Regions from separate parts of the Gossypium arboreum genome. Here region 2 is linked to region 1. The links are chromatin contacts, called in public Hi-C maps. All regions are on one chromosome and are shown on one strand. Each heading gives the region's core, a stretch centred on a gene start, on an enhancer-like site or on the middle of the called end of the contact. The rest is flanking DNA. Distances are from core to core; before and after follow the strand shown.

What was found. Hi-C and Micro-C count contacts between places; a contact is called where the count stands out from the background.
Region 2: a Hi-C map of leaf shows a contact between it and region 1, with 5 times the contacts expected there. The contact joins the promoter of LOC108462864 here to the promoter of LOC108467121 in region 1. A contact is called at or near these places in 2 of 5 Hi-C or Micro-C datasets (both in leaf).

Annotation. Positions count from the first base shown.
Region 1 is chr8:47,565,873-47,570,274 of ASM2569848v2, forward strand. LOC108467121 reads right to left here and starts at 1,786. Exons shown (of 15, transcript XM_017767639.2): 1 at 1,596-1,786; 2 at 1,226-1,339; 3 at 897-982. The coding sequence starts at 1,294.
Region 2 is chr8:47,707,178-47,711,579 of ASM2569848v2, forward strand. LOC108462864 (GDSL esterase/lipase At4g10955) reads right to left here and starts at 2,676. Exons shown (of 3, transcript XM_017762778.2): 1 at 2,343-2,676; 2 at 1,198-1,307; 3 at 1-1,080. The coding sequence starts at 1,259. The coding sequence ends at 93. It overlaps LOC108460767 (dynamin-related protein 5A-like), which reads right to left. Exons shown (of 16, transcript XM_017760408.2): 13 at 3,890-3,940; 14 at 3,519-3,747; 15 at 3,289-3,428; 16 at 2,831-3,201. The coding sequence ends at 3,073.

The DNA.
Region 1 (4,402 bases), core at 536-3,035:
TTTTTTAGTCTCAAATTTTTATAATATTAAAATAACTTAATAAATTCACTTTTATTACACCTTTATTTTATCATATGAATTCAATTTCTTTTGAAGGATCATATGAATTCAATTGAACCACAACTAAACCTAATTATGAAAATTTATTTATATGGTTTGTCTCCACACCACATGTTGATCATTTTAGGAATGACCCAAATCTGTATACAAGTCAGCTCAGTCAATTTTTGGAGGAGTGTGTGCTTACTTGTTGCAGACATTCTTAAGTACATGAAACACTGACCATAACCAAATTCTTTAACTCTTTTTTTCAAACAAGGAAAACCCTACAGTTTATATACTCACAAAGCTTGTATTTACGTATGAAAAATCCATTCTTAAAGTTATTTCATGGTCGATAAAGAACATAGTTTTCTTCTTTTTCCTTGTAAGAAAAGTAGTATATTAAGGCAGGCTTTGTCAAAAAATATCCATACAAATATACAAAATAGAGTATCTGCATCAATTTTAGTTTTCAAACTTAAAAGAGAAAAAGAGAAGAAAAAAGAAGAGATATTTTGGTTTTTGTCTTAAAATATTATAAAAAGGACTATATTGATAAATATAATGAAAAGAGAAGTAATTTTGTCCTAAATTCAGATTTCGCCTGGAATATCAGATTACTAAGAAAGAGGCCATAACACCCTATACTATTACGGGATGGCCAGAATGTTGAAATCCAAACACCTTAGTCTGGAATGTATGTTAAGCGGCAAACCAAACACCCCCAAGAGAAAACTAGATGCCTACCCACAGTACTAGCGCCATAAAGAAAAGGAGCTTTGCTTCTAATTAAAGATGCTGCAGGGGGTAAAGATGAAAATAGGAATAACTAGAAACAGTATGCAGAAAAATACCAGTGTTGACAGCAATCAAGAACCCCCCTGTCAATAATAATATCCATGCATATCCCGCATCTTCCGCCATCGAAATTAGAAAGATCCTGCATTTAAAAGGAAAAAGAAAAGAACACACACATTCAAGACTCTAAATCAAACAACTATCATAAACCAGTGCAAGTATTTGAATACTTTTTCCACGCATCTAACACTAGAGTTTTTCAACTTTCAGCTACAAAAATCAATGAAACTAGGACAAAATTGAAAACAAAATAAAGAATAAAGTAAAATGAAATGAAATAACCGAAGTAATAATAATCCGAATAATCATTTAACTAGAAGCTTACATTGTTTTGATCAATAACTGGAATAGTATCCTCCTCCAAAATTTCACTTGCAACCAAATCCACATCCATTTTTATCTTTTCAAAATTACAAACCTGTCAAGAATAAATGAAAACCTACAAGAATAACAACAAAAACCCAGTAAAATATCAAAATCATATAAAAAATCAAATGATCAAAGATACATGCATACTTAGGATCGTCTAGGTATGCATATATCGATGTTATTCAAAAACTTGATTAAGTTGCTAACCTCACAGAAATAGGGATTTTCAAAGAAGTTTAAGAGGTCAATTCAGTAATTAAATAAAAAAATAGAAATAAAAAAAGAGAGAGATATGAAAAATGGGAGGATTCAGAAAGATTAGTTACCTTGTAAAGCGAAAAGATTAAAAGCGAATGAAAGAAGAGTCCGCCATTCCCTTTCTCGTGTCTGTATCGCTGAAGTGAAAGATGTGATGAGGATCAAGAAAGGGTATCTTCGTAACTGCGGGTTTCGAAAATTGAAAACGTTTCGACCCTGGCATAACTCAGGAGCTTAATATGCTGCCTTAAAGCCTAATATGTATCTTGGGCTTTGATATGGGGCAACTAAAGCCCAATATTTGGGCTATCCCAAGTTAATAAATAAATGAAAATGATTGTCTTCTTTTTGGCCCATTATTTTTTTCTTCTTTCTAGAAGTAGAATTAAAATAGGATTTTTTTTTTTTTGGGTAATATGAGGAAGTAATGAGTGACCTTAAACAGCTAAAGAAACTTGTCAACAATAGTCTCTGCATTCGTCTCCCAATAAATGTCAAATATAGGTCCTAAATAAAGTTAAAACTATTTTTTTTCTTTTTTCTTAGGTCGAACCCAAGCTCTCATGTTTACAATATAATATTCTTATTACTGCATTAAGAGTTTATTGGACATATTTTCTATGTTATAATTCCAAATAAAATTCCCTATTCCATGTTACAGTTATCGGTTGTTACATTCTCTTTATTATTAAAACTAAAAGGTAAACATTCATTTAAAGAATTAAAAAGAATGTGCTTTTATAGTCAGTTGGTACAATATTCTCCTTATAACACCCTAAGAGTTTCTATAAGACATAAAACACTATTTTAGAATCGAATATAGTAAATTTTTAAGAAAATTAGAAAATGAGTCAAATAAAGAATTTTTATGAAATAAAAAATGATATTAGAGATGATAATCAAAGAAAGATATTATGGATGTGGAAATGTGGCAAAAAGGACTAAATTGTAATTTTAGAAAATTACCGATACAAAATTAAGCTTTGATGTTTCATAAAATCAAGTTAAAATCATAAGGTATCGATACTTGGATCAATGTACCGAAATTTCCTTATAGTTACGATACCTTACCTTATTCTCGATACCAAATTGACCTTCTATTTGTTTGTAAAACCGATTGAAAATACTAGGCATTGATACTCTTACTAGGGTATCAATACCTTAATGAAAATGTGACAAAAACTACCATTTGGTCCCTTTTCATGCCAAAACCAAAATTGGTTAAGATGGTGCACTTAACCACACATCATACCTACACAAAATACTCCAAAATACATACCAATCAATGCATATAGCCATTACCAATTCAAAACATCTTTGATAATAATTCAATCCAACAACTTGTTTAAAACACAACCTAGTCTTTCTTCTTCCAAGCCATTCAAATCACATACCAACGATGTTATTTCTAAGTTCAATTCTTACCATTAGCACATTTAAACAAACCATTAAAACACTATGTATATATATTAACATAACATGACCAAATCATGCTTTAATACAAATGTAAGCATTATCATTTCATAATATATATACTAGTCCAAATTCAAACCAAGCATGTAGTTACAAGTTGACTCACTTTTACTACCTATGTACATGCCACATAATCGAAATTAAAACGAGCAAAAGACTATTGAAACATTGATAGGATAGTGTGAGCTTTGTGATGGTCCAATCGACATGTTCCGTAAACTGACGATCTACAACGAAAAAGGAGATAATGGGTAAGATTTTGAATGCTTAGTAAGTCCATATTAAATTTACTTAAGACATGTTCCGTAAACTGACGATCTACAACGAAAAAGGAGATAATGGGTAAGATTTTGAATGCTTAGTAAGTCCATATTAAATTTACTTAATTTACCTTAACACTACAACAATTTTTACAATTGTCATACAATGATATCTAATATGGCATCTTTGGCAACCTTACACTTCCATAAGAATTTCAACCAATGTATCAAATGGGTTAGTTCAAAATCATATCATGAACTTATAACACAATCATATATGTATATAACATTCCATCATATAACATATGCAACTTAATTGCAACGACCCGATAGTTAGGGGTGTCGAAAAAGTGTATTTTCGGGACACCGTTTCTACAAATTGGACCTGTAAATATTTTTATTAAATATTTACGGAGTCATTTTAGAGGCGAATTAAATTTTTAGTAAACAATTTTCTTGAACTAAGAGTTATTAAGGTATACAGACCAAATAGTGAAAGAGTCAAAAGTTGAATTATAGATTGAAATTAATTAAAAGGACTAAAGTAATAATTCTACCAATGTTTCTTTGGTCATAATGTAGCATTTATGATATATATTATATATTATGTTAACTTAATAAAACTTATGTTATAATAATAAATAAAATGAAAACAAAATGAAAAGAATTATAATGGAAAGTGGCATGAAAGGGAATGTTTTAATTCTCTTTTACATGCAATTTCGAAATTAGGGAGAAGCAAAGGAACTTGGACAGCCATAAGGGTTTTTAAAACATTCAAGCTTTAATTGGTTAGTCAATTTAGTTCTTTTTTTTTGTAATTTTTACGTTTTTTGAATCCCGGTACTTAGTACTTGTCAACCCAAGTTACAATTTTTAGTATTGTTCAAGATTTAAGATGTTAACATTGTTGATTAGTTAGAATTTTTGGGATTATATTGACAATTTTTAAGTTAGAATTGAAAAATGACTAAATTGTGGAGTTAAATGTTAATTTTGAGCAATAAGGACTAAATTGTGAAAAATTCAAAATTAAGGGGTATTAAAAATAGGGAGCTAAATTTAGCTTAGAGTGAAATTAGTATAAAATTTTGATGTTAAATATGGAGATTAAAATTAGTCTCAATTTAGGGACTAAATTC
Region 2 (4,402 bases), core at 1,426-3,925, 140 kb after region 1:
GCATACATGTTTTTCTTTTCTCCCCTTAATCCACAGAAATAGGAACCACCAATGGGACATATACAAAGACAAAGCTGGATAAATATGGCAAACTATTTGAACTTGTAAAGACTGCACTTCAAGTTCTGGTCAGGTCTCCACCATTGGTGGATCCCGTGGGCTTGCTTGAAATCATTGGAAGGACTCAGATTCACTGTCAAATTTGCAGAAGGAAGCAGATGCAGTGGTTCCGCGGCTTCCACACCCTTTCCTACGACACTCATAAATAGACCTCCCAATGAATGCTGGGTTGCTAACCTCTCAATAGCCCCAGCTCCAATCTCTTCCATCTTTTTTCGGTGCTCAAAATAACCAATGTACTCGGAGCATAGGTGGTCTGCAGGATTTACACATAGAGATGGTGTCCACGCAGACAAAGCGGAGAATGGATCTTCAGATCGACTCCTAGGATTCTTACCCCTTGCAGCAAGAGCAAGTCCTGCTGTGATTACACTGCCTGCAATTCGAATTCCATGTTTTACTTTCTTATCTTTGATTCTCTCAATTGGGGCAGATAAGTATGGGGGATTGAAGAGGAAAGCTTCCAAAAAGTTTCCCATCTTAGCCATAGTTTTTCCAGCCAGCATTGCCATAGCTGCCCCAAGGGAATGGCCAGCTAACCAGACATTCGAAGCACCTACAGTAGCAACCATGTTTCGAACAGCTTGCATGCCAATCTCAAAGCGGGATGTCTGGTGGAGTCCATTTCGCATTATGTGGATATCCAACTCAAAGTCTCTTGTGAAGGAGTCTGGTTTAGTTATGGTACCTCGGAACGCAATCACATAGCGGGGATTTCCATCAATTGAGACTATTGAGTCATTACAATGAGACGATGGAGGTTTATACTCGTAAATAGCACCAAAGATGCAAAAATCAACATCATCAATCAGCTTACGAACCAACTTAAAATGAAAGAACTCCCACCAGGGAGGAGCCAATGCTTGAGAACCTTCACGTTTTTCCTGACGGTCTCGCTCCAAGATATACACACCCTCAACCAAACTGGCTGCTACTGACCTTCGATGATGTGCATTATTCCTGTGCCAAAAAACATTTCAGAATATTACACATTATTCACCTTCTAAGATTAAAACTGATTCAAAGATCCACAACTTCTAACAATACATATATGGAAATTGACAACATGGATCTTACCAATCTATATTGGTTAGGTGTAATGGACCCGAAAGACCAAAAACTTCCCTCTCAGAGGCCATCACAGTATTCACGGTTTTTTTTCTCGTTGATATTTTAGAAACCCTTACCTGTATGCACAAGTGAAACATAAATTACTTCCTACGTAATAGAAGATATAATCTAAATATGTGCTCAATAGGATACATTTATCAGGGCAAAGCTAACATCAACAAGTACATGCAATGTTCCTAAGCTTCAAAAACTATCCGATTCCAACATTTTTCAAACGCCTATTTAGAATCATCTAAACTAGGTTGGTACCAAACCATCTTTTGAGCACCTAGATAAGTTCCAAGAACAATTTACTACATTCGGTCTGGCAGCAAAAACTAGCAGTATCTGAACTAAGTTTTTACTGAAACATTTGCTCAAAGCCAGCCCGTGGTGACTAAGTAACATTCAGAGAACTGCAAAATCCAAGGTCTGATGACCATCATATAGATTAAATACCACAGAATCTCGTGCTTTAACTCTCACTGCAAGTTTTTTGGAATATTTAAGTATGATTTCGCTTTTGTCTTTTACAGTTTGTAGCCTTCTGGCGCTGATTGCAGCCAAATATAAGAAATTATTAAAACAAACCCAGAAAAAAAAGTGATCCAAGATTCAAAACCATATAAGAAAAGAAGGATCAATCTTATTATATACATTAAATGACTTCATATGGAGTACCCCCCCCCCCCCCGGGTAATCCTAATGCAAAATTTTTAATCTAATTTCTACGCATCATAAAAAAATTTGGTGTAGATCCATCAACATCTCTATAGCCTATGAGACATAATGACAAGCAATAAAACCCCCCCAAAAAAATGCATCAGCAATTCAACAGAATCAAGAAATGAACTGATTGAAGAGCAAAACCAACAACAGAAAATGGCTGAAAAACACCATCAATCAATGCACTTTATTATTTTCAAGTTTTCCATCTACATTACTTGAACAACTACATTAAGTCCCAAAAACAAACAGCGTAAAAGAAAGATAAAGTAGATCGAGACGAACCCATCGAGATAAAATGGTTAAAACAATAGAATAACCAAATGCTATTCTGATTCACAAATCAGATAGCAGTAATGGGGAAAAATTGAAGGAAAGACGGTTACCTTTTATACTGGAATTGAGAGGTAAGAGCAGATCTGGGAGCCGTATGTATGATATTTGTGATGATAGCTTTTAATATTTTGAAGCAGTTGGTTGGCGACACAGGACATTAAGCATCGTTAAAATCTCTTTCTTCCAACACCAGCAATGGCAAATAGATCTCGTACCATATTCACTATTTTATTAAAACGTCGCCGGCCCATGGACAAAAGCCCCAGGGAATGTGGACCTACAACTACTGTAGGTTTTTTTTTTGTCGAGAAAGGATCGTGTATAACAATAATAAAAAAAATATAATATCCCGATTTCATGTGACTGCATTGATATTTAGGCTCTTATATTGTAATATATAGTTTGATTAGCCGAATGACCTAAAACAAACTTTTAAAAAAAAATTATAATTGTAGAAAATCTACCAGAGTTATAATTTTTCATTAAAACAAAATTACCTTTCGAAATGATATATTTAAGATAGTGGCAAGACAAGATGTTAGCAAACATTTCTATATTATATATTTTCATAAAAATGTAGCATACGCAACAAATGATATTGCTCTCACAATGATGATGGTAAAACTATGACTACATTTAACTGCCGTTAAGAAATGAAATACATTAAAAAAGAAGAAAAAAAAACAACCCTCCCCTAGGTGACGACTCCCTGCTCATACATATCATAAATGAAAGAATGAATTATGTTTTGCCTGCCCAATCAAAAACAATTTCGCCACCCTACTTGGACCAAGCAACTGTATCAATTTCTGCTTGAGCACTACGGTATAATTCCAGCCTCTTTGCGAGAGCACTGCGTCGCTCCATGACTGCTGGATCCTCATTCAACAATGCCGACAATCGTTTTTGCTACAAGAATTTTTCCCAAGTCAATCACACTAATCATCTATTGTCCCCAGAGTTCATAAGGAGATGCTAAGAGGCAACAATTCTTACCTCCAGTTTACCCAACTCAGTGTAGAAGAAGTCAAGCAGGCTTCTTTTAGCTTCACGGACTTGACAGTAAACAATGGACTTTGGAATCGAGTGGCGCAAAGTGGCGCAAACCATGTTAACATAGGACAAAACAGTTGTTCCTGCCCATATATCATTGGTCAAACCCATTATCTGTTAAATGATTAAGATCTATCATTCAAGAAACCTTTTTCTTGTTTTCAGGAACCTACCTATTCTCCTCAGGTATGTTTCATGATATCTGTCAAATATTGATTGCGTAGGGTTGCCACCTTTCTCGACATCTTGAGGAAGCTTTCGGAAGAATTCAACTGTAAGGTAACAACATTCCATATCAACCAGTTGAAGCGCTGCTTTCTTGCTCTGATCCCTCATTCTGTCAAGAGACTCGATTGCAGCATTTCCAACCTCTACTCGGAGACCAGGGTACTGCTTTAATTCCTGAAAACCAAACCAAGTTGAAATATAAACTCAAGGGCAATAGATAACAAACAAAAGTAAGGTTAATGGTATGACTTATAATCATCCAATAGGCATGATTTCTCTTGAGACATAAATAAGATAAGCAAAGAAGGGAACATACTGGAGTCTCACTGATAGCCTTGTGAACCAGATCCTTCAAAATGGAATGAACCTGAAAAGTGTGATAAAGGAAATCAACCCAATCTGAAGCATGATGCACTGGATAAATAAAAGTTTTATGCGAAAATATGCCGTTTCTCTCTATAAAACAGTTATGCGCCATATGATTTATGTATAAGGTAGACTTATGGAGCAATTTATGCGGATTTCAATGAAGAGGTCCCCCCTACACTTCCTTCCCCAAAAGAGGAAAAAAAAGTTCAGTCATGATCCTTCTCACCCAGGATAAGAAAAAGTAATCCCTCCTAATGTCTAAAGATTTCTAAGAAAAAAATGGCTATGGTGTGAAAGAATGGTAAACATGATTAATCAGAAAGGGATACACAACAGCAACCTTACGAACATTGATTGAAATTTTTAGATTAAGAAATAAATAGAAGAAAATATCAATCTTCGAAAATTTTTGCATGAAGAGACCAATGATGCTAAGGATCTGGCCAAAACAAATAATGCT